2 separate regions of the Mus musculus genome follow, and region 2 is linked to region 1. A link is a contact called in public Hi-C data. All regions are on one chromosome and are shown on one strand. Each heading gives the region's core, a stretch centred on a gene start, on an enhancer-like site or on the middle of the called end of the contact. The rest is flanking DNA. Distances are from core to core; before and after follow the strand shown. Region 1 has its middle 29 kb from the start of Gm25076. Region 2 has its middle 9.4 kb from the start of Gm30657.

Evidence for each region. Hi-C and Micro-C count contacts between places; a contact is called where the count stands out from the background.
Region 2: a Hi-C map of cerebral cortex shows a contact between it and region 1, with 1.9 times the contacts expected there. The contact joins two enhancer-like sites. A contact is called at or near these places in 3 of 39 promoter capture datasets (the C10 cell line, stem cell-derived epiblast-like cells and trophoblast stem cells), 1 of 15 datasets of contacts at CTCF or cohesin (the NIH/3T3 cell line), 8 of 484 Hi-C or Micro-C datasets (B cells, the G1E-ER4 cell line, cerebellum and 2 more), 3 of 115 datasets of contacts at active chromatin or transcription factors (embryonic stem cells and pancreatic cancer cells) and 1 of 9 other capture datasets (embryonic stem cells).

Annotation. Positions count from the first base shown.
Region 1 is chr5:118,292,551-118,297,480 of GRCm38.p6, forward strand. No RefSeq gene overlaps it. Among named protein-coding and RNA genes, the nearest start is that of Gm25076, 29 kb to the left of the region's middle. Within about 2 kb of position 2,016, at least 132 of the 459 cell types and tissues checked have an H3K27ac peak or open chromatin away from gene starts, as enhancers often do. A contact at or near this core is called in cerebral cortex, where this site is marked.
Region 2 is chr5:118,420,404-118,425,496 of GRCm38.p6, forward strand. No RefSeq gene overlaps it. Among named protein-coding and RNA genes, the nearest start is that of Gm30657, 9.4 kb to the left of the region's middle. Within about 2 kb of position 2,253, at least 97 of the 459 cell types and tissues checked have an H3K27ac peak or open chromatin away from gene starts, as enhancers often do. A contact at or near this core is called in cerebral cortex, where this site is marked.

The DNA of each region.
Region 1 (4,930 bases), core at 766-3,265:
GAGGGAGGGAGGGAAGGAAGGAAGGAAGGAAGGAAGGAAGGAAGGAAGGAAGGAAGGGCAGTCATAAATTTAGCACATAGCTCTTCTTCTAGTTGGAAAGCTGGCTCAGAGCCAAGTGTGGTGGTGCCCAGCTATGACCTCGTTTACTTGGGAGTCTGAGGCAGGAGGATTATGAGTCCCAGGCTACGAAGCAAGATTCTGCCTCAAAATAAATAAAACGGCACAGGGCTGCAACCCTGGACCTCAGAGAACTGAGACCAGAGCAGGCAGCCCAGATCTCCTAGAGTGCCTGGCCACACATAGCCCTGAACAGGCCGTTGTGGTCATTGGCGGTCACACACCAGGAGGCCGGGCCCACCCATCTACTCTGAAGCTACCACAAAGGCCTGCAGCCAGAGTTAGACTCCAGACATGCGGGATCCCGAGTCCTCACTTCTAACCACCTCACCGCAAGACAGAAGCAAACTCCCTTTGCACCTAACCAAAGGCCATAAGTAATCAAAGCATCACTTTGATACTGTCAAGCACAGAGGAGGTCACCATGAGGCATCTGCACCACATGACCAGGAGCCCGTGGAGTGTGGGGATGTTTTCATCTTACCTGTGTTTATTCTGCTGCAAGGGAAGGAGTCACATGTGGTTTGAGTTTCTAACTCATTTAAACAGAGAAAGTAGTGAAGGCCGGTCATCCCAGCTATTCCAGAAGCTGAGGCAGGAGGATTGCAAGTTCAAGGTCAGTCTGGGTTACTGAGCATGGATCCTGCTTCAAAACAAAACCTGCAAAAAGGGCTGGGGATATACATCAGTGGGAGAATGCTTGCTCTGGGTTCAGTCTCCAGCGCTGGAGAAACAAAACAGCCACCCCAATTAGAAAAGAAAAGAAAAGAAAAGAAAAGAAAAGAAAAGAAAAGAAAAGAAAAGAAAAAAGGAAAGGAAAGGAAAGGAAAGGAAAGGAAAGGAAAGGAAAGGAAAGGAAAGGAAAGGAAAGAAAAGAAAAGGTAGAAAAACAGACAGGAAGGAAGGAAGGAAGGAAGGAAGGAAGGAAGGAAGGAAGGAAGGAAGGAAGGAAGGAAGGAAGGAAAAGAGAGGAGAGGGCTAGAGAGAGGACAGGTTGGTAGAGAGTCATCTTGTATACAAGAGGGCTTCACTTTGGTTCCCTAGAACCCACGTGAAAGAAGCCAGACATAGTGGTGCCCGCCTGCAATCCCGGCACCGGGGGACAAAGATGGCTGATCGGTGAGACTCACTGGCCATGCACGTTATGGCAAGCTCCGGACAATGAGAGACTCTGCCTCAAAAATCAAGGTGAATGCTAATCCATCACCTGATCCCCCAATGCCAGCAACTGTCCTGTGACTTCTGCATGCACACATCAGAACACATATGTTCTAGTGTGTGCGTGCGCGCGCACACACACACACACACACACACACACACACACTTTTTTTTTTTTTTTGAAAGAGGAAGGTAAGAATCCAAAATAACAAGGAGGGCCGTCTGAATCCTGAACGCCGCTGCCAGCCCTGAACTTGGGCTCCTGGCTGCAGTGTCTCCACTGGCTTCAGTCCTGGGGAAGCCTGTTTTCTCTTCTCAAGGCACATGGATTTCCTGGAGGCCCCTGTGTGCTGGGCGCCGTGCCAGGCTCCTTTGCTTTTTTCCCAAAAGAACCCCGGGGGCGTGTCCTCGCACTGTGGTTCCACTTCTGTCCGGTGCTCCTCCCCCAGTTCCACCGTGGCCATAAAGTGGGTAGAGCTCCCAGCTGCGAGCAGGGGTAGGGGCAACAGTTCTCCCCTCTGCTCTGAAGTGTGATGGGAGGGGAGTCCCCGCTGGGACAACATTTACTTTGTACCACTGCCAGGAGAGAGGGAGAGGGGGTGGGGGGGTGGGGCTCACGAGCGAGCATACCCAATTCCAAAATATTTCTGACAAAACCTGGCACTTCTGGTTCTAATTAAAACCCTGAACTTTGGAACAAATTTCATCCCACAGCCCTCCTCGCCGGGAAAGGGGGTGCAGCGGAGACTTCGCTTCATAACCACAACAAAAATAGCTTCTCCTGAGGAAGGCGCCCGGTACTAACAAGGCCACTTTTGTTTTACTCCCCTGCCATCTGTCTGGGGATGCCAGGGGCTGGCTCTGCTCCTGACTCCTTTGGCAGAGAGGGGACAGGAGCCGGGTGGCGCTGTGGACAGCTTCTCAGCCTCTTGGCAGAGGGGGGCCATGCATCTCCACCTTCAGATAGCCGGAAATCCAGGCCAGATGGAAACGTCACCAATCCCCTCTGTTTCTGAGACCAGCGCGCAAGAAGTGTGGTTCCAGCAGGTGGAGAAAGATCTTAAGCTTGCAAACTGCTCTAGCCCAGTGGTTCCCAATGCTGCGACCCTATAATACAGTTCCTCATGTTGGGGCGACCCCCCCACCAACCATCAAATTATTTTCGTTGTCACTGGATAATTTTGCTACTTTGATGGATCATAGTGTAAATATTTTTGGAGATAGAGGTTAGCCAAAGGGATTGCGCAACCCACAGGCCTAGAACCACTGGTCCACTCTAACATGGAGGGGAATAAATTCTCTAGGATATCTTTGGGATTTTATCCCACTCCCTCCCTCCGCCCCCACCAAACACAGGGGAGGCTTAGATGTTGGGCGAATCTCTTGTGCACCGTATACAGGTTGTCTTTGTATGAAGCATCCCATCTCTCAGCGTTTTGCAAGCATCTTATCCATGGCCTTCTGATTGGATTAATAAAGAGATGAACGGCCTATGGCAGAGCAGGAAAGAATAGGCGGGGCTTCTGGGGAGAGTTGGGAACTCTGGGAAAGTCTGAGCGCGGACAGTTATCAGTCAGACATCATTCACCAACCAGATTCCGGGAAGGAGCAAGTGTGGAGAATGTAGATTAGTAGAAACGGGACATTTAAGTATAAGAGCTAGTTAGGAACAAGCCTAAGCCAAGGCAAGGCTTTCATAATTATTAAAAAGTGTCTCCCTGTCGTTACTCTGCTGCTGGCGCCTCAGAGACAGTCCTGCTATACTTGGACTGTATAAGCGGAGTTGAGACTGCTGTCTGAGGTTTGCAGCGGGGTGTTGAGGCACTCTGAGGTTCTGCAGATGTAAGGGCTGACACTTGCCCATTGTCTCTGCCAGCATCAGAGTGTGACAGGACAGGGCTGGCTTGAAGAGCCCTGAGGTCAAGTGCTCACGCTGGTGGGACCAGAACCCTCCCTGCTATACCAAGGTGCATTTGTTGGTTGGAGAACACTTGGGATTGTTCCTTGGCTGGGCACATCTGAGCAAGCCACTGTCTCATGGCACATCCAGCTATTCATATTTCTTACTTTAAAAGCATAAGTATATATATGTGTGTGTGTATGTGTGTGTTTGTATGTATACATATACACATACACATACATATACATCTTTAGGATTTTATCCCATCAACCCCCTCCACCCTATGTGTATAAATGTATATAAGTACATATATGTGTACATATATATACTTATCTACATGTATGCTTATATATAATATACACACGTACGCTTATATGTAATATATACATACATGCATGTTTATATATAATATATACACAAATATACAATATATACTTATATATATACATATGTATACTTATATAATCTATATACATATATGTGTACATATATGTGTGCACACATGTGCATGGGTATGCACATGTGGAGGACAGAGTCTGACATGTCTCCCTGTATCATTTTCCATCTTATGTTGGAATGTGAGCAGGGAGGATGGCCCAGGAAGATGCAGTGTTGGGCCCTAGTGGGACATGTTCAGGTTTGGGGACGCTCCTCCATGTCTGGATTATTGAGGGTGCGTGCTTCTTCTTGCTTCTTCTTATTTTACTTTCTCTGGGCCCATCTGCCTGCCCCATGGGCAGAGTCTCCAGAGATGCAGGGCCCTTGGCCTTGGACCTCACAGTCTGCAAATAAAAGCAGATTTCTTATTTGTATAACTTACACAGCCTGTGGTATTCTGGTTCAGCAAGACATAACACTAAGGCAGAGGTCCTCAGTAATCACTCGGTAGAGCTAGAGCAAACAGTTACACTCACCGGGTCTGAACCAGTGGTTCTCAACCTGTGGGGCGTGACCCCTTAGGGAGTCAAATGACCCTTTCACAGGGGTCGCCTAAGACCAGCAGGAAAGCATAAATATTTACATTATGACTCACAACAGTAGCAAAATTACAGCTACGAAGTCGCAACAAAAACAATCTTATGGTTGGGGGTGTCACCACGCCATGAGGAGCTGTATTAAAGGGTTGCAGCATCAGGAAGGTTGAGAACCACTGCTCTAAATTCTCCATCGGGCAGTCTGTTGGGCTCAGAAGGCAGACAAGAAAAGAATGTCAAGGGCTGAGTGTGTGGCTCAGGATTAGGGAGATTGCCTAGCCTGGGTTACACTCTAGGTTTGATCTCCGGCATAAGAGAGAGAGGTTGTGGCCATGTGGGGATGGAGATTCTAGCCCTCCATATACTTTTGTTACAGCAAGGGTCTAGACCTTTCTCTCTCTCTCTCTCTCTCTCTCTCTCTCTCTCTCTCTCTCTCTCTCTCTCTCTCTCTCTCTCACACACACACACACACACACACACTCAAAGGAGAACATGGGGTGGATTTAGAATATTCCAGGTAGGAGAATCCGGGCCACGAGAGCATCTTGAAACAGGAAAGAGTCCTGGTGGTTCTGGAATTTTCTATGTCAAATAAACCCATTGATGTGTTGCAGCTCAGCTTAAAATAGCTGAGAAGACAGGGATAGTGAGAGTGAGACAGAAGAGACCAAAGCGGCCGATGTAGAGCAGAGCCTGTGGCTGCTGTCTGTGCCTGGCCGGCTCCAGTCCCTGGCAACGAATGGAAATCACCGGGCTTGTCTAAAAGAAAGGCACTCCCAAC
Region 2 (5,093 bases), core at 1,003-3,502, 130 kb after region 1:
GAAGGGGAGGAGTAGGAAGAGGAGGAGGAGGAGGAGGAGGAGAAGGAGAAGGAGAAGAAGAAGAGGAGGAGGAGGAGGAGGAGGAGGAGGAGGATGAGGAGGAGGAAGAAGAAGAAGAAGAAGAAGAAGAAGAAGAAGAAGAAGAAGAAGAAGAAGAAGAAGAAGAAGAAGACTGGGAATGAAATGCCAAGTGCCAGTTAGTCAGCTTTCTGTTGCTATGTAAACAAACAAACAAAAACACCAAATTAGTTGTCTTGTGAATAGAAAAGGTTGGAGTTAAGGGTTCTAATCTACACACACTATGAGAGTAGGCAGTGGGGAAGAAACTGCTTGCCTATGACAGGGAGCAGAAGAGGGGAGCAAAGGCCTGGAGTACCATGATCCTGACTTGAAGACCTCCCATGGGGTTCCACTATCTCCTAATAACACCAACCTTTAAGACATGGTCCTTTCAGGGCCTTAAAAGAACAAAACAACAACAACAACAAAAACCAAAACAGGTCCTGGGGCTGGAGAGATGGCTCAGGAGATCACTGGCTGTTCTTTCAGAGGACCCAAGTCCAATTTCCAGCAGCCATGTGACAGCTCACAACTGTCTGTAACTTCAGTTCCAAGGAATCAGAGAATCTCACTCAAATACACACACATGCAGGCAAAACACCAATGCACATACATTCTTCATCTTCATCATCATCATCATCATCATCATCATCATCATCATCATCATAATAATAACAGTCCCAGAGCTGAGCTTAACCAACGTGGCTCACAGGAAGCTAGCACCAAGCTAAGGGTAAAGGGTCATTATTGTGACCTGAAGTGCTGGCTTTCCCTCCCTCTCCCCCTCTCCCTCCTCCTCCCCTCCCCCTTCCCCTCCCCCTCCCCTCCCTCTTTCTTTCTCTCTTTCTCTCTTTCTCTCTTCCTCTCTCTCTCTCTCTCTCTCTCTCTTTCTTTCTTTCTCCCTCTCTCTCTTTCTCCCTTTCTCTCTTTCTTTCTTTCTTTCTTTCTTTCTTTCTTTCTTTCTTTCTTTCTTTCTTTCTTTCTTTCTTTCAGCTTTCTGCCAGGCAGTGGTGGTGCATGCCTTTAATCCTAGCACTTGGGAGGCAGAGGCAGGTGGAATTCTGAGTTCAAGGCCAGCCTGGTCTATAAAGTGAGTTCCAGGATAGCCAGGGCTATACAGAGAAACCCTGTCTCTAAAAACCAAAAACCAAAAACCAAAACAAAACAAAACAAAAAAACAAACAAACAAAAAAAAAAAAACCAAACAAACCAACACCAAAACCTTTCTATTGATCCTCCGTATATTTCACATCATGCACCCTCATCCCACTCATGCCCCCCTCTCCTCATACCTGCCCTCTACCCTTGCAACCTCTCCTCTAGCAGAGGGGCAAGAAAAATCTAACACTGGTTTTCTTGTTCAAGCATTTCAACTTCACAGTCACCTGTGTTCCCATAGGAGTATGCATATCCCCAGCTGGGCTCTAGGAAAGCCCCACCAGGCCCTGGCTTCACCAGACCCTGCAAGAGCCAAGGAGCGTAGAGGAGCTCTCGCCCCACCTGAGGCAGGCTTGCTCCTCTGGGTCAGCTCCGCAACTGGAGAGGGGACAAAGCCCTTTCTGTATTTTTGTAGGAGACAGAGCTTGCCAAAGAGCTCACCCTCCACAACCCCCACCCTGCCACGAGGCGGGGGGGGGGGGTGACGTCCAGGGGGCCGGTCTAACAAGTGGCAGAAGAATTTATGGGTCCTTCTGCCCTCCCTGCACCCCGTGTTCTTTTCTCTGTTCCAGGCTGGACTCTACCCGTCTCCTTCTCTGCCTTCCCTTCTCCTTGCACCTTCCCTCATGTTAATTATATTAGTTGCCATGGAAACTGTGATGTCATTGGCACGGGAGGGCTCAATGACATCCAAAAGCACAGTTTACAGCGTGGCTTGAAATGTATTCCATGGCTTGCAGCCTTGGCGTGTGTTGGGGGGTGGGAGGGGAGGAGTTACGTGGCGATTATATCTCAGGCACCATCTGGGCATGCCGGTGGGAAGTGTCAGGAAAGGTGGTTGGCTGGAAGGTGGTTACTTGTGGATTTTCCAGAATCCCAGACCCTGCGGGGGTCTCTTTACCCTTGGAGAATAAGCAGGATACCTCGAATGTTATAAAGAGTTCTGACTTGGCTCTGACCAACCCTCTTCGTGGTACCACACCCCACTGCTGCCCCAATTTGGAACATTAAATCGTTCCTGCTCCAAGTGGCACCCCCAACGTGGTTCATGCCAAGCGGCTGTGCATGCCTGCCGTGTGCACACGTGAGCACATGCCTACGGACCTCAGAGCTGAGCTGGTAGGGTGAAGATGTCATGCGCCGCCCGTGGTGGGGCACACGAGGATTAGCACACGTGCGCACGTGTACACACGTGCTCACCCATCTGGACTTCATTAGGGAAGATCCCATGGCCAATCTTCCTCCAGTCCTCCCCAGCATGGTTCACTTTTTCTGTGGGTCAAGGGCAGAATGGAGCTGAGTGGTACTAGGATGCCCAGATATCTTCCTCCGGGCCTGGAAGCTCCCAGGACTGTTCTGTATCCCTGGACCAGAAGCAGAGTGGATGTCCTCAGAGGGAGGTGAGAGCCACAGGCTCGATTGCTCCCCCAGGTTCTTGTGGCTATGTTCTCATTATCTGCCATGCCACTCAGGGCAAGCTGAGAGCTCTGGAAACATGCTCTGCAAAAGACAAGTGCCAACCCCCCCCCGGGGGGGGGGTGTCCCTTGTGAAGTCTGAAGTCTTTTGACTGAGATCAGCACGGTCAGAGGCTTGGAAGGTGGGAGGCAGTTGGGGACAGCAGGTCCTCTGCTCTGTCTTTCAGGGCTTTAGGTCCCCCATGCTCCCAGATCACCAAACTCCCTTTGCTCCAAATGTGATCGTTAAACCATCAGGAGGCCCCGGGCATGCTCACCAGCCAATTTTGGCCGGCCGGCCGTAGGAAAGGATGATGGCCTGACCCTATTGGACTAAACTGAACATGAGCAATGAGAAATGGGGCCCACCAGGCACAATACAGAACTGACTGGGGAGTCCCCAAGGGCTTCTTTCGGCCCATCTACTTCAGCTTCTGGCTCTTCTCATAGGAACTCCCAGCTTCCCTCAAGCCCTACTGTCAAGAGAGGCCATGTTCTCCTCACTACAAAGCCAATTCACCAGAGATGGGATTTCTGAACTACAAAGAGATCAGAAGTCAACCTGTATGTATTCAGTCTCATCCTCCACCGCGTGGCCCTAGGGATTGAACTCAGGTCTCCTTACTCTCCGAACCACCTTGCCAGCCTCTTGGAAGGTTTCTTCTCCTGATATGAGGAGGTGGCCTAGTGGGAAGGAGGATGAGGTGGATTCAGGCAGAGAGGACAGGGGAGAGAGCGAGGGATGTAGGAGCCGAAGACCACAGCTTCCTCGGAATGATGAAGGGCAGCCCCTTGGCTTCGCCACATAGCAGCTCCAGAGATGGTTCTAGGGATCAACCTGGCATACACTATCACGCACCCTGTGCCCAGAAAACCCTGGGACCACACTGCTGTGACACCACCAGCCACAACAACACACATAGTACTGGGAAGCTATGGGGATTGGGGAAATCAAAGTGCCTTGGATGAGGAAGAGCAAAGGTGTTTCCCCCTCCCCACTCCAGGAGGCTGCCCTCCCCCAGGGGACCCTTCAGGCATATCTGGAGATACATTGGGTTGTCACAACAGGGCTACTTTCCTACTAAAAATCTAATGGGCAGGGGTCAGCAACACTGCCAAGCATGGAGCACACAGGGGATGGCTGTTCAGAACAGACTGAGTTGGAGACTGAGATAGCCCAGTTTACCTGAAATGGAAATGTTGGTGTAGAGCCTGACAGTTGGAGGGAGGATTCAGGGGTGGGATCCTTCCCTGCCTTTCTGTGGCAAGGCTTGGTGGCCAGGAAGATCATATCGGTAGAGGGTTTGCAGGCCTTGGGAGATGGTGGCTAGTCGTGACCACCTCCCTGGTGCCTGGGTCACAGGCTCCATGTGTTTCCTGACTGCATGATGTGCATCTGCTACTTAGGAGCCTACCCAGGAAACTCAGACCCCTGGCCATGCAACTCGGAGTCACACAGCCTCTCCTGCACAGACATGCCCTGAGTCTGAAATGTTCCTATGTTTCAGTAACATGAGCCCAGGATGGGAGAGAGAGAGAGAGAGAGAGAGAGAGAGAGAGAGAGAGACCTTAAAGTTAGAAGGATACTGAGGCAGGGCCTTGGAGGGGTTGGGGTTGGGGACACAAAGACAGTAGAGACAGTAGGAGATAAAATGAAAGCTGGAAGGAAATGGAGAGAGATGGAGGGGGAGGAGGAGGAGACAGAATGGGGGGAAAGAACAGAATGTACTGTCCAGTCGTAGGGGGAGGCGAAAGGGAGGGGCAGGGAGTGGGATGGGGGAATTCTCCATGCCAGCATCCCCAGGATGGGGAAGCCCAGCCCTGAAGCTGAAGCCAGCAGATCAAGCATTCTCTCTGGTCCAGGCCTGGCCCTTTTCTCCACATGACTGTTGGTATGCCCAGTTCCCTGGACAACTGCCAACAGGAAATTCCTGGGACAAAGCTTTCCACTCGGAGGTTTTTGTTGTTGTTGTTTTTCTTTTTTACTTTTATTTATTTAAATATTGTTTTTTTTATTTTTTTCCACAAATGAGGAATGAACAAGAGGGAGGCAAAGAAAACAAGAGAAACCAGCTGGTTTATATATTTACACACATTTATACATTCTCACCCTGGTGGGGCTAGGGAAGTTCCGAATCCATTGTGTCTGTTGAGTCCTGTTCTTCCCCTGGAAGGATCTGTGACCTCACACTCCCATGATGTCACAACAGGTTGCCATGGACCTTGCTTTATTATTGTAAACAAAGGGCCTGCTCTTTGGGGCACTGGCCCTGCTTTCCTCGGGAGGAGCTGGGAGCAAGCCCCGGGTGTTGTGTTTTCCTGGGAAGGCTGCTGGTTCAGAAGTCTGAGAAGCTGTGAAAATACTCGTACACACAGTTCCCTCTGTGCACCGTGGCCTCTGGATGAGCCTCGGGCTGGGA